2 separate regions of the Triticum aestivum genome follow, and region 2 is linked to region 1. A link is a contact called in public Hi-C data. All regions are on one chromosome and are shown on one strand. Each heading gives the region's core, a stretch centred on a gene start, on an enhancer-like site or on the middle of the called end of the contact. The rest is flanking DNA. Distances are from core to core; before and after follow the strand shown. Region 1 has its middle 7.5 kb from the start of LOC123090934. Region 2 holds the start of LOC123090936 (inositol-tetrakisphosphate 1-kinase 3).

Region 1 (7,335 bases), core at 1,977-4,476:
ATCGGCGTTGGAGATGCCCTCATATCTTGCCTAAGTACGTGCTTCTTTAAGCAAGGGTGCCTAATCAGGCAGTTATGCTATGTAGTAGGAGTAGAACGTAACAACTAGTAACAAGGATGTCCATCTATTTGAGTGCCTCTATTGTAAATTCCCTGAGAGAGTAGAGTAGATAAAAAATCTTGGTGAAGAGTTGTAAATTAGATATGCTCCCAAAGAATCTGAATTTGCATGTAAAAAACTGCACCCACCTCCTCAGCAGTTTGGCTGGGAGATTAAAAACTGGCAACCTTGAGCATGACGCCATGGGACTCCTTTCCATGTGAACTCGCTCACTTGGAAGGGTAGTATATTTAGCTGCGTCGTACTCACAGCACGGCTGAGTGTGTGTGGCTTGACAACTACGGTCCCAATCTTCTCATTAGTCAGCCAAAACCTACCTTGCTCTGTTGACAACAGCCAACAGGGTAGGGCGTGCGTATTTGCTGGCGGAAGCATCTGATGGAAATCTTCTCGCTACTGTTTGTTAGAGCAACTCTAGCAGACCCCGCATCCCGCCCCGGCCCGCAAAATAACCGTCAAATTGCGGGTCGGGGACGAAAAACCAGCCCGAGCAGATCCCGCACCTCGCCCCGGCCCGTATTTTTTTTGCGGGGCGCGGCAAATCTTCTCCCCCAATCTCTATCTTTACGGGCTCGGAGGCGATCCGAGCTGAACCCCTATCCGGCGCGAGATTTGGCGGGAGGGACATTTCCGCGCGCCCTTTCCCGCTCCCCGCACCCTCCGCCACCATTGCCCCCCTTCCCCCCCGCGCAAGCTCCGGTTCCTCCTCCGCGTCCGTTCTTCGTCGCCATGGACGCCCCCTGTTGTCCCCCGTCACCATCGAGGTCGCGCATGCTCCTTCCCCTCGGGCGGATCTTGTCCCCGGCCATGTTGCCCCCGCCGCCGTCGCCCAAGCACACGCCGCGCCGGCCCGCAAGCGGCTGGGCAACGTGGTCGTGCAGGGCGGGAATCCGTCTGCCCCCGCCGCGACGGCCCGCGCTCTGGGCGCCAATGCTGCAGTGCGATCCCGGCCGGCGGCGGAGAATACCGACAAGACCGCGGGCGTAAAGCGGAGGAAGGTTCCGGCTAAAAGGAAGCCACCTTCTTCAACCTCTTAGTCCATCCCCCCGCAAGGAGGTGCTCCGGCGATGCCGTTCAACGGTGCCGCTCCCCCCGCGAGCGAGGTGTTCGACGAAATGGCTGCAAGGTATGCCTCTTCGGTCTAGCGGTTCCCTTTCATTTTCGCCATTAGTGTCGATAGCTCGTGACTTGTTATCGTTCGCTATAGCGGTGCTTCAAACAATGCAACAACCGAGTTCGTGAGCTTGTTGGACACGAACGCGGTTGACATTGATCAAGCCCCTTTCGAACTAGTCGACTACAATGAAACGGACGGCGGCGTGGATGATCATGGTTGTGCGGACGAATTGAAGGAGATCGAAGCGGAAGCGTTTGAGGAATCGCAATCAAAAAGTGGGAAGAGCCAAAGATCGAAGAACTACACGATCTTGGAAGATCAAGCTTTGCTCCAAGCATGGAGTGCGGTGTCTCTTGATCCATGCACGGGTGTTTCTCAAACCGCCAAGAGATATTGGCAAAGGATCGAAGATCAATACTTCCGCATTATGAGAAAGTATCCCAATAGGACTCCACGCACATTTCGGTCGCTTCAAGCGCGTTGGGAGGATATCAAGCCTATGTGCAGCCGTTGGGCAGCTTGCTTGGAGCAAGTACGCAATGCACCTCCAGGTGGCATCGTGGAATCAGATTATGTGAGTTTGTTTTTCCTTTGTTCAAGTTGTGCATCATCATAATGTATCATGGGAAATAATTGCATCACTTTGTTCACATTTTGTAGGACAAGATTGCTCAACATAGATACAAGGCCATGGAAGCTTCGGAAGGCAGATTCTTCAAGTTTTAGCATTGTTGGGAGTTGCTTCAAAAGTGCGATAAGTGGAAGTTGATCGATAGAGAATCCCCACCAAAGAGAGGCTCACTTGTGAACATGGATGAAGACGAAGATGATGATGGCCCAAGAAATGAGCACAAGCCCGATGACGACAAGAAGACGAGAGAGAAGATCAAGAGAGAGCAAGAAGCATCGAACTTGAGGGAGAAGATTGATGCCATGGTGCAACCAAACGAGTTGATGTTGTTGAAGTCGTTGGAGATCAAGAAAGAGTTGGCCGAGAAGAAGGCAAAAGAGAAGCAAGAAAAGTGGCAAATGCTCAAGGAAGAGGGGCTCCGCAAAGCTGCCATTGAGGAGAGAAAAGCACATGCCTCCGAGAACAAATCGATGTCATTGTTGCTCGTCGAAGAGAACAAGATCATGTCAATGAACCGTAATGACATGGACGCCCTTACCAAAACATGGCATGATATGGCAAGAAGAGAGATCTTGAAGAGAAGAATGGTAGCTTCAGCCGGTCCGTGTTCAAGTTCCGGTGATGTTTTCTCTCCTCCGTATGGTGGCAATGTGGATGATTTCGGTGCGGGAGTTGGAACAAGCCAGGGAGGTGGATTCGGTGGCGCCGATGAACTTCAATTCGGTGGAGGTGGATTCCATGGCGCAGAGTGAAGATCGACCCCCAAGATGATGCCGGACATGTGCGCAAACCTTTTGCATGCCCTCTTTTACGTTATGAACTTCGCTTTTATTTGCGCGCAAACTGTTTATGTGATTTGCAGTTTTTATGTTTGCGGGTCTTCGCAATGGTGCCCGAGCAGAACCCGCAGAAGCCAACCCGTAAAAAACATATTCCACGAATATACTTTTTTACAGATCCGTTTGGGGGTCTGCATCTGTGCCAGCCCGCGCCGGCCTGCAAAAGTGGTTTTTGCACGAATTACAAACGAATTTTGCGGGCCGGCAGGATGCGGCGTCTGCTAGAGTTGCTCTTAAGCCCGCGGGCACAACCACTATTTCTGTCTGGCTCCGCGCTCCTGCGAGAGCAGTTTGTCTTCTTGTTATGCGATTGATGAAATGAAATGCTTTCGGGTGCATGATTGATCGTGGCGAGGCAGGATCCCTTTCTTTATCGTGCCGATGGGCTGGGCAAGATCTGGCTGAAAGCTTTGCGCTGCGTTTTAACTTTTAATTAGATCGCTGGCTGGAAGCGTCGCTCTCCAGCACCATCATGGATCGCGACCTTGTCCCCCACTGGAGTTGGTAATGGCCAGGCCTACGGCAACGGGGCCGGTAGGCGACGTGTAGTGCTCCTCCGCGGGTCAAAGGGGGAGGAGAGGAGGAGGGTGTTGCTCCTGCTCCCACGCGTGAACGGACGTTGGGATCGAACGTTCGTCGCTGGATCGGCGGTGTACACACGGCCGGCAATTACAACGTTGTTGGGAGCTAAACAATGGAACAACGGCGGAAGAACCGTTCAGACGCCGCGTGTTTGGTTTCTACTAACTTTCTGATCTAGTACTACGTAGCATGGTTATGGCCTGTGATGATCATCACCTGCATCATCCATGGCGTACTACTGTATTAGCACTTTTTCCCTTTGGTAAGGTAGTGTCTCCTTGGCTGGTGAGGTTAGAATTTTTTGTCATGTGCCGAGATTTGATGTCAGGTGCTTCATATCTATGCAAGAGTTCAACAACGACGATTGCAGCTTCAGGGCGCTAGCCCTTAGGGCACGCACACGAAGACTCTCCAGCTATCATCGACAAGGTCAAGCCGACTCCGGTATGGGAGCGACGACAACCACACCTGAGTAAAGGTGCAGCGCGCAGCCCCTGCCCCCCCCCACCCCTCCCCCCACCCCCAACGCACACACGCTCGAAATTGGGCCTGCCCAAGGCGGGTCGGGACTCCCTTGTGTTTTATTCGTTTTTTTTGTTTCGTGTTTTTGTATTTTTGCTTCTTTTAAAAAATTTGGGATTTTAAAAATGTTTAGAATTTCACAAAGTGTCACTAATGCAAAATAATGTTCACAAATTCAAAAACATTTTGAATTTTGATGAACAGAAAATTGAAATTTTCATGAATATTTTTTGAATTTTGTTGAACAAACAACTGAATGTCACGAACAAAAATTAAATTCAATGAACATTTTTTAATTGGAGGAACAAATTTGAATTCAAGAACATTTTTTGAATTCTATAAACATTTCTGCAATATGAAGAATAGTTTTGTATTCGTTGAATAAATTTTAAATTCCAAAAACTGTTCGCACCCGATTTGAATTCGAATCAAAAAAAGTTCACCGATTTGAAAAAAAGTTTCCAGATTTCAGAAAATGTTCATGAATTTGGAAACTAAAAACAGGAAAACAATAAAAAACAAAAAGAAACAGTGAAAAACAGAAGGTAAAAATCAAGAAAATGAAAAGAAAACCCCGTTTTGGAAGGTTCTAGAACCTCCACAAAACTGCAAGTTAGCTAGTTGGGCCGGCCCACATGGATCCAGGGGTACGCGTTGTCGCTATCGGGCGACCTACACGCCAAATAGGATCCCCAGGTTATAAGCCCAAGCCCAGGTCCAAATCTACCGCCCAGGTCCCATGTTCTCTCGCCTCTCAAACACAACAAATGCCTCTCCGTTGAAGCATTTCAAGCGCACAAAGGAACGATGGCGGAAGAGCCGTTCAGACGCCGCGTGTTTGGTTTCTACTAACTTTCTGTTCTAGTACTCCTACGTAGCATGGTTATGGCCTGTGATGGTCATCACCTGCATCATCCATGGCGTACTAATGTATGAGCACATTTTTCCTTTGGTGAGGTAGTGTCTCCTTGGCTGGTGAGGTTAGAATTTTTTGTCATGTGCCGAGATTTGATGTCAGGTGCTTCATATCTACGCAAGAGTTCGACGACGACGATTGCGGCTCCAGGACGCTAGTCCTTAGGGCACGCACGCGAAGACTCCCCAACTATCATCGACAAGGTCAAACCGATTCCGGTATGGGAGCGACGACAACCACACCTGAGAAAAGGTGCATCACGCACGCCCCCCCCCCCTCCAAACCCCCGCCCACACACACACACACTCAAAATTGGGCCTGTCCAAGGCGGGTCGGAGCTCCCTTGTGTTTTATTCATTTCTTTTCTGTTTTTTTGCCTCTTTAAAAAAATTCGGGATTTAAAAAAAATAGAATTTCAATAAATGTCACTGATGCAAAATAACACTCACAAATTCAAAAACTTTTTAGATTTTGATGAACAAAATTTTATTTTTTTACGAACATTTTTTGAATTTTGTTGAACAAACAATTGATTTTTTATGAACATCTTTTTCTATTTCACGAACAAAACTTAAATTCAATGAACATTTTTTTTAATTGGAGGAACAAATTTTGATTTCAATAACATTTTTTGAATTCTATAAAAAATGCATATGAAGAATAGTTTTGTATTCGATGAACAAATTTTGAATTCCAAAAATTGTTCGCACCCAATTTAAAAAATGTTCTTATTAAAAAAAGTTCACCGATTTGAAGAAATATTTCCGGTTTTCAGAAAATGTTCATGAATTTGGAAACTAAAAGAAGTAAAATAATAAAAAACGAAAAGAAATGGTGAAAAGAAGAAGGTCAAAAACAAGAAAAGGAAAACCTATTTCAGAAGGTTCTAGAACCTCCACAAAACTGCAAGTGAGCTAGTTGGGCCGGCCCACATGTATGTAGTGGGGATCCAGGGGTACGCCTGGTCGCTATCGGGCGACCTACGTGCTAAATAGGATCCCCGGGTTATAAGCCCAAGCCCAAGCCCAAGTCCCGCACTACCACACTGCACTGGGCCATCCCATGTTCTCGCGCCTCTCAAACAGAACAAATGCCTCTTTGCGTTGAAGCATTTTCAAGCGCATGCCCCAATTTAGAAGAGCAACTAATCAACGAGTACTCTATGATGAGCCACCGCAAGGGTTATTTTTGGTGGGCTGGGAGTGCGCCACTTGGCGCGTTATCAGCCGCCATCATGTGTCATGTGCTAGGTGCTCCCTCAAGATTTTTTTTGTCTTTTTCAGTACACGTTTTCGGCTTTTAGATGATTTTTCAGGTTCTTTTTTGTTTTTCCATGGTTTTTCTTAGGGTTTTTTTCATGAAAACTACGTTCTCGTTTTGTTTCCTTCTGCGCGAGGTGACTCTCAGAAAAGAGAAAATACATGTTTTTTTTCTATCGCGAGAGGCACAGATTTACGTTTCATGGAGGCACGAATTTGCTTTCGCAAAAGCCACATTCGTGCCTCTTGGAAACGGAAAAAAAATATGTTTTATTGTTATTCATCCGCGAGGGGCACATATTTACTTCTCCTGGGTGCATGGATTTGCTTCCGTGAGAGGCACAACCGTGCCTCTCGGAAAAGGAAACAAACGAGTTTTTTTCCTTTCAGCGAGAGACAGAGATTTACTTCTCGTGAACGTACGGGTTTCCTTCCGCAAGAGGCATAGACATGCCTCTCTGAAAAAGATTTTTTTTCTTTCACGAGAGGCACAAATATACTTCTCGTGGAGGCATAAATTAGTTTCCGCGAGCCGTGCCTCTCAGAAAAGGAAATATGTGTGTGTGTGTGTGCGCGCGCGCGCGTGCGTGCCGCAAGAGGCACATATGTGCTCTCGGAAAAGAAAAAGAAGCATTTTCTTTTTATCCTTCCGCGAGAGGCACGATCGTGCCTCTCGGAAAGAAAAGAAAAAGCATGCTCCTGGTCCAGCTTCTTTGTTTGGGTTTTTTCATGAAAAAAATTTCATCAAAACCTATCAACATGGGATCTAGATTTGAAGATCTCGACACGAGTAATTTAATGGTGAAAACGGTTCGAGATTTGGATGCATGCTTTAAGATACAACACTTTGAATAGATGAATTTATAAAACGAGGAAAAACTCGCAGGTTGTAAAAAGTGACACATATGCAGTATACCACTTGTCACAACTTGAAAAAGTGGAATGACCTTTGCAAAAAGCACTCCTTAATTAATAATTTCGTCAATTTTGTGTATGACTATGTGCCGCCCGCTGCTCATCCTACTAGGTATCGCCCGCAGGGAGTAGCTTTTCGGCTGGCCGAGTAATCATGGCCCGTCTGCTGACGTCATTTTACTTTTTCTTTTTCTTCAATTTTATTCACATTTTTTTATTTTCTTAATATTTTTGTTTATATTGGCAATTCTAAATATGTACATACTACAAAACACTTTACATTAATTTTCAAAATATTAATCTTGCACCTGAAAATATTAAACATGTATAAAAATATTGATCTATATGAAATGTAAAATGTGAATAAAAGAACTAGAAAACTTTAATCATGTGTACGATAAATGTTAATCTAGTGCACAAAAAATGTTTATACT
Region 2 (7,245 bases), core at 2,852-5,351, 390 kb after region 1:
GAAATCAGGGAGTATTTCAGCCTTCAGGCCGGGCTCGGGCTTGAAATCAGGGAGTATTTCAGGCTTCGGGCCGGGCTCGGGCTTGAAATCAAGGAGTATTTCAGGCTTCGGGACGGGCTCGGGCTTGAGAAATGAAGGTCGGGCTTTTACAAGCCCGGCCCAAAACCCGGCCCGGCCCGACGTTTGCCCAGGTTTAGCCCAGCCCCCCTCCCTGCTCCGAGGGGCATGATGGCAACGCGATGATGCCATCCTGAGTTGGTGCAGCAGTTCCACCTTTGTCTACATCGCACAGGTTTAACTACTACGGACCCCACGGCCGTATTTTTGAATATATATAAGGTACTTCCTCCGCAAAAAAATATAAAAGTAGTAATCTAAACGCTCAGTGATCTAAATGTTTTTATATTTGTTTACAGAAGAGGGAGTAATACAGAACTTCTCTACGCTTCTGTTCAGTAAAAGAACAGAAAAAAAAAACAGGTGTATATTACAGTGTCAGACACTCCCCTTCCCACTCTGAATTCTTCCTTTATTTTCTGGGCGGTTTTCCGTTCTTGAAGTCTGGACGGGCGCTTTGCCTCTATCATTCTTCACGCAAATCGCATCCGAAGATCTTGATGGTGGTATGTTGGTGGGCCCAGAATTTCTCTACGCCTGAAGATCTTATTTTGTGAAACACATGGTGCTGCTCTACGTCCTCTGCCGTCTCATTCTTTGAGATGACTTGCGATCGAGAACATCCAGCAGGTCCACGTGAACTTAAAAATTCATGTCATTTTGTGCAGTCACCTTCACGTCTCTGCGGCAGACCCTTTTCCTTTACCGCGACTAAATCTACTGCAACTTGCCACCAGATGCTTGCTTGGGCGAAGGATGTGGGAATATAATCATTTAAAATCCTGTGATCGATATCTCCTGGTTAATTACAGCTCTCCCTCATCTTACCAGCTAGGTTTTTTTTTGTCTGGATGGTGGTCTGTTGCTAAACCCTGAAGCTCTGGAGCACTCCCATTTGAAGCCATGCCATGCATGATGCTTGGCACTCACGTCACGTACGCGTCACAGACAACCCGAAGCTGGAGGCGATAGGGATTAGCACAGGATATGAGAGGGGAGTGGGAGTGGCCGAGCCACTTGGGAGAAATTGCAGCTGCAGGGATCACATATATCTTGTTGCAGCCCTGGTCAACTCTCATCAGCCGACGGATATGGATTAGCTAGCGTGGTGCTCCTCGTCTAGAGAGATGGGTGTGGACGGATTTGCATGAGCTCCCATGGCGACGGATTTGCATCAACTCGGGGAGGAGACGTCCACGAAATCACGAGGCGAAGAAGCGCTGGCAATTGCTTCTAGGACACCCCGTACGTGGCAGCGGCAGCTTCCTCGTTGAAGATCTTCCACACAAGTTGGACCCCGGGAGGGGATAGCCGTGCGGTGACGCATTGTATGGTACCAAAACAATTTGTTTTTTTTACTGATCAGAAGCCACGGAGGCAGAAATTCGGCCCCAAAACAATTTGTTTTTTTACTTTTTTTTATACTAAAAACAGGCATTTAGAGAATAGATCCAAGTATGTGCGTTCGATTTTGAAACTTAAACATGACCATTTACGACTTGTGAAAAAAAATCACGATTTGGTTGTTTTGGTAGTACTCCCTCCGTCCGGAAATACTTGTCATCAAAATGAACAAAAAAAAATGTATATAGAACTAAAATACGTCTAGATACATCCTCTTTTATCCATTTTTATGACAAGTATTTTCGGACGGAGGGAGTAACTTATAACTTGCACTGTTTCTTGACCATTTTGTGAATTTCGCACAGGACGCAAAGACACCATACCTGTATCCATTATCGACATGCATGTTTTTTTTTCTGTACTTCCTTAAAACTTAAATAATGTGATTTTAGAATAATTTCCTATAGAGATCATACATGCCTACATTCTATAAATCTGCTCTAGTTCGGTGGACAGTATAATTCAAGCGGACGAAAGGCAATTCATATGATTATTCTCTACCAAGGAAAACAAAAGCACATAAAATTACAAATAGCTAAATCCAAACACAATGCTACAAGTTTAACATGTCCCATCGAGAAAAAGAACTCGATTTATGCCGTCATACCAATAATTGGAGTAAATGATTGTTTGTGCCGTGTCGCACAATTCAATTTTTTTAGTCCCCAAAAAAAATGTTTAGTTTCTTTTGTGCATAACACCAAGTAATTCAACATTGTGCTTCTTTTAGGACAAGTCTTACTATAAACCTAAGTACAATGCATACATGCCTAGGTGTTTTTTCATAATCTTTAAAAACATAAATAATGCGTTTATGGCCAAGTTTCATATAGGGGATCATACATGCCCAGGTTCTAATAATCCGCTCTAGTTTCGTGGACAATATAATTCAACCTGACAAAAGGCTCAAATTCATGTCATTATTTTCTAAAAGAGAAAACAAAATCCTAGATGATTACAAATGGATAAATCCAAACACCATGTTACAAGTTTAATATGTTCCATCTTGATTTATGCGGTCGTACCAAATAATTGGAGGAAACAATAGCTTGTGCCTGGCACACAAATCAATTTGTTCCTGCAAAAAATGTGTTTAGTTTCTTCCGTGGGTCGTGCTTCGTTTGGGGCAAGTTTCGCTAGAAACCCGAGTACCAGACATGAACACATTCACACATCGACTGTTGATGACTAGAGTCGCGGAGATTCAAGATTGACAAAGTCAATATAAACGTTTCGCACATCACCCCACACAAAAAAATCACTTTTAGTGAGACACATAAAGTGTCGTACCTAAATGTTAATCCATGGCATGACAACCTATGGATATAACCACTCTCTTAAACCATCCAACCCATGGTTGGGTTTTTTCCCAGTAATTTCCATCTTCGACCAGCCACCTTCACCATAGGAAGCCGATGATGACACTTATATTCACATGTAAAAAGTCCTAATGTAATGCAAATATACTATCTACTTCTACTACTTGTAAAAGTATGAGTTTGGTGAATCCAAATGATCTCAACCATTCAATCACCTATGTCCAACGTCTCATGCTGCTCCAATGATGTATCTATCACATCACTAGTATACTGGAAATAACAATTGCTCTTGGAAACACCATTAATTGCATTATTTCCAATTAATCTTGAAAAACAACACTAATTATAGAAATATTCTCCGTAATGGCATGCTCTAATGCTTTATATCCCCTCAATCGTACCAGGACACATCCAGTAATTTGAATAAGGACGGTGTGTGGAAGAGTCTTCCTACATCGATGCATATGATCACGGGGACTGTATGCCTCGCAAACCCCCAAGATCCAGCAGAAGTACTCGGTCGAGCCTTCCAATCGCCGGTGCATGTGGAGGCATCACCTAGAGCTCGACCGGAGTAGTTACGAAGCAGCATCGCCTCGACAACCCATATGTCGCGAGCCAGGACCTTTTTGCACTGGGGAGTGAGACTGAAGGGTGCACCACATCTTTTGAATGGAGAAACGAGGGTGCCGCGGCAGGTATGCATACGATGCAAAGTCAGGACAACCAAACCACCACACACAACATAGCTCGGATTCCAGAATGAGCAAACATAAGCAACATTCGTGCAACGAATGAGGAGAGTCGTCACAGTGGGCAATGACTAGGTAACGCCCCTTGACATGCTATTAAAGTGAATGCACAATCATCACTAGTTACCTTACGTGCGTGACAGGATGCGGGAGCCATGGTCCTAGAGGGACGGTAAGACATACACAATCTAAAGGCTTTATTTCACTGCTTTATCCACACATTTCGTTTCGAAGAACTCTTTCCCCGCAAAAAAAACAAAAACAAAAGATAAGACGTTTCCCTTGTAGTATGTTTGTTGGCTAGTAGTAGCAGCCAAGTAAAGAGAAACCTTAAGCATAAAGAAACTGAGAAAATATGTAGTAACAAGAAGGAAATTGAGAAGAGAAAGACAGAGAAAATAAAGAGAAAACGCCAGGGGCAAAACCGTAATCCGGCGACACTTTGTTTCCATGTCCCAAAGGCGAAGTTGCTCCCGTCCTCCACCTACAAATACGCACACGCCCCCCATCCGCACCCCCCTCTCTCTCTCTTCCTCCTCCCCTCTCCCTCTCTCTCCACACGGCGCCCTCACGCGCACGCACACACATACACCTGTCTCCGCCTCCGCTCCGCTTGTTCCCGAGTGCGCTCGCCGCATTCCGATCCCGCCGGCCAATTGGTTCGGCGCCGGCGCGGGGGCGATGGTGTCGGGCGGGTGCGTGGGGACGGAAGGGGGCGCGGAGCCGGAGGAGTCCGCGGCGGCGGCGGCGGTAGCGGCCGAGGAGGTGGTGGCGGCGACGGCGCCCGCGCGCGCCAGGGAGCTGGTGGTCGGGTACGCGCTCACGTCCAAGAAGGCCAAGAGCTTCCTCCAGCCCAAGCTCCGGGGGCTCGCCAGGTACCGACGACGTCGCCTGTAGATTTGTCCGGTCGCGTTCGTTTCAAGTCCATCTAGGTGCGGAGAGATAATCTGGTTGGAAATGCGCCGATTGTTTTTTGGAGACGATTAACATGTCCTGCATTGGGGGGAAAGCGCTTGGTGAGACGGCCCTTGTTGTTTGTCCGTGTGGGTTGGATGGAACAGGAAAAACAATCTTGCCCAGGTTTTCGCACAATTTGGAAGATATAGCGGAAATTCATGATCCTTCTGGTCACTCCGTCTGCAAGAGGAGAACTTACTGAATGATACATATATCGTTTCTTAATGTTATTGCGTTAATTAACACATCGTTCATTGACCTCTGTTCTTGATCGGAGCAGATTCCGGACACACGGGGCCCCCTTCTTTAATCTGCATAGGGACGGAAATGGCTAGTGCATATCATTGTCCCACCCATTAATTGTTTGTCCGAGTTAAGAGATTACAAAGCTGTTGAGCACAAAAGGAAGGGGAATACTTTAGCTTCAAATAGGATTAAAAGTGGGAAAACGTTTTTGTCAAGTTATAGTCCAAAAGGTGGTGAAAAGGGTTTCTTGATTGATACTCCCGATCGTGATATCCATTAGAGTATTATCTGCTTTGTTTACCTTGCACGGTATGCTTTATAGGCTTTTATTTTTGGTTTATTATGCATTATGGAGGTTTTCTTGGCATCTGTTTCAGTAATTACCAGCAATTTCAGATAATTTTAGAACACCTGTTTATTCAATCAATGAATCCGAGTCTCATTTTTGTGGTATCATTGTGCGCACTGACTGAAATTAGTCTATTCAAGCACGTCTTTGTATTGATGCTGTTTTCTTTGGGATAGGATAGTGACATCGATGCACTCCCTGTCTTATGGTAATATTATATTCGCTTCCAGTAGTGACCCTTTCTTAATTTTTTCACTAAACCGTAAATTAAGTAGATCCCTGAACTAATGCAGGAAGCTGCCACTGAAATGCTCTGTTTTGACATTCTTCAAGTAATTGTGTGTAACCTTATTACAAAATGTTTGTGTTATTGACTGGTGTGACCAAGTGTGTATGGTAAGCAACTGCAGGATTCCAAGTTGTCTTAAATACACCAGAGATCTAAAATATGTCATCATTTTGCAAATTGCAGTTACATGCTCAGTTTTTTACTTGGCAGCTTGTGCCATCCTCACATCACTAGGACAAGAGCAGGATGTGGATTGCCGAATATGAAAATAGTATAGGTCCAGCATGATAAGATTCTGATAATAGTTAAAGGATCCACATGATTTAACATGTGCAGTACCTTCTATCATGCAAATCAGCACATCACTACTGCTCAGTGTGGACTAAAAAATTCATTCTAACATAATTATCATTAAACTAGGTTCGTCTATCTTATATAGTGTTCAATATTCAATATAATATAACCCGTAAGCATTCATTTCAAGACAATTTACTGCTCATTTTCCGTTGTCTGAGCATTTATTAACGTACAAGAGGTTGGAGACTTTAAATATTTGCATTGTTTTAGGGGAAATGCTTTTAAGTTGTAATTTTAGAACTTGGGTTAATGTGTTGAAGTGTGGCTAGCCGCCAATTGCTTACGTTGGGCAACTGGTGCTGCAGACTTATTTCTTAGATTTTCCAGATTATTTGCTTCTCATCCTTACAAAATTTAATGCAGGAAGAAAGGCATTCAATTTGTTGCAATTGATCAAAAGCTTCCACTGTCAGATCAAGGCCCTTTTGATGTTATTCTGCATAAGGTAGCTATATGCGGACTATATTTAACTCCTACCCATGTATTTTATGTCAAGGGAGTGTTAAAACTTTTAGTACTGTTCTCTGACATTTCCTTTTTTCGCAAAAAGTATTTTCTTATTCATTAGCAACAAAATGATAACATTGTATTTTCTACAGTTGACTGGAAAGGAGTGGCAACGACGGTTGGAGGTCAGTAGCATACAATATGTTAAAACCACTGTTGAACTTCTCTTTGCAAGACATGTTCAATATCTTTGTAAGACATTTTCAATATGGTTATTTAAATATTATGCACCTTCTGTCTTTTTATCATTTTAAACTTCCACTGATGGTTTTGCATAATTTTAATAGGAATATAGAGAGACACACCCAGAAGTTACTGTTCTTGACCCACCAGGTGCCATAGAACATTTGCTGAACCGCCAATCTATGCTTCAAGAAGTTTCTAAACTGGACCTTGCGGATTGTCATGGTATTTTTTATGAATTTTCTTCTAACTCATGTTTGGAAGTAACCCATCATCCTTACTATGATTATACAGAAATTCACTTGCCTTTTCTGGTTGAACAAAATTAAGTTCGTTATATTTGGATTAATCTCGTATTAACATGTTGCAAATACTAGTTCAAGTAATGATATGGGTATGTTAAGCGTATTTGATATGCTATTAAATGTAGTATTAGGCAATGTGTTCCACTCTACTGTACATTTGGTAGACGTGAACCCTTTATTCTCTTGTAACCTGAACTATCATATTTTTTGTCACGCTGACCCCTTTACTGTTGAAGCTTGTGATCCTTTTTGATTGTTCATCTTTTATCTTTACACACTTTAATTGGCAGTAAGCTTTTATCTGCTTTCATCGAAAATTCCCTCCACTGTCAGTAGCTTGGATATCACAAATCATTTACATATAACGATTCACTACCTTTATGAAAAATCAATTACACCAGAGTGTTTCCGAGGGCGAATCCACTTTGAATTTGATAAATGTATTGCTTGTGAAGTATGT

What was found. A called contact is a pair of places that touch in the nucleus more often than the background predicts.
Region 2: a contact with region 1 is called in a Hi-C map of leaf, with 5 times the contacts expected there. The contact joins the promoter of LOC123090936 here to the enhancer-like site in region 1. A contact is called at or near these places in 3 of 5 Hi-C or Micro-C datasets (all in leaf).

Annotation. Positions count from the first base shown.
Region 1 is chr4B:49,407,890-49,415,224 of IWGSC CS RefSeq v2.1, forward strand. No RefSeq gene overlaps it. Among protein-coding and RNA genes, the nearest start is that of LOC123090934, 7.5 kb to the left of the region's middle. Within about 2 kb of position 3,227, at least 2 of the 8 cell types and tissues checked have an H3K27ac peak or open chromatin away from gene starts, as enhancers often do. A contact at or near this core is called in leaf, where this site is marked.
Region 2 is chr4B:49,792,856-49,800,100 of IWGSC CS RefSeq v2.1, forward strand. It overlaps LOC123090936 (inositol-tetrakisphosphate 1-kinase 3), which reads left to right and starts at 4,102. Exons shown (of 11, transcript XR_006442667.1): 1 at 4,102-4,467; 2 at 6,154-6,235; 3 at 6,390-6,422; 4 at 6,585-6,705.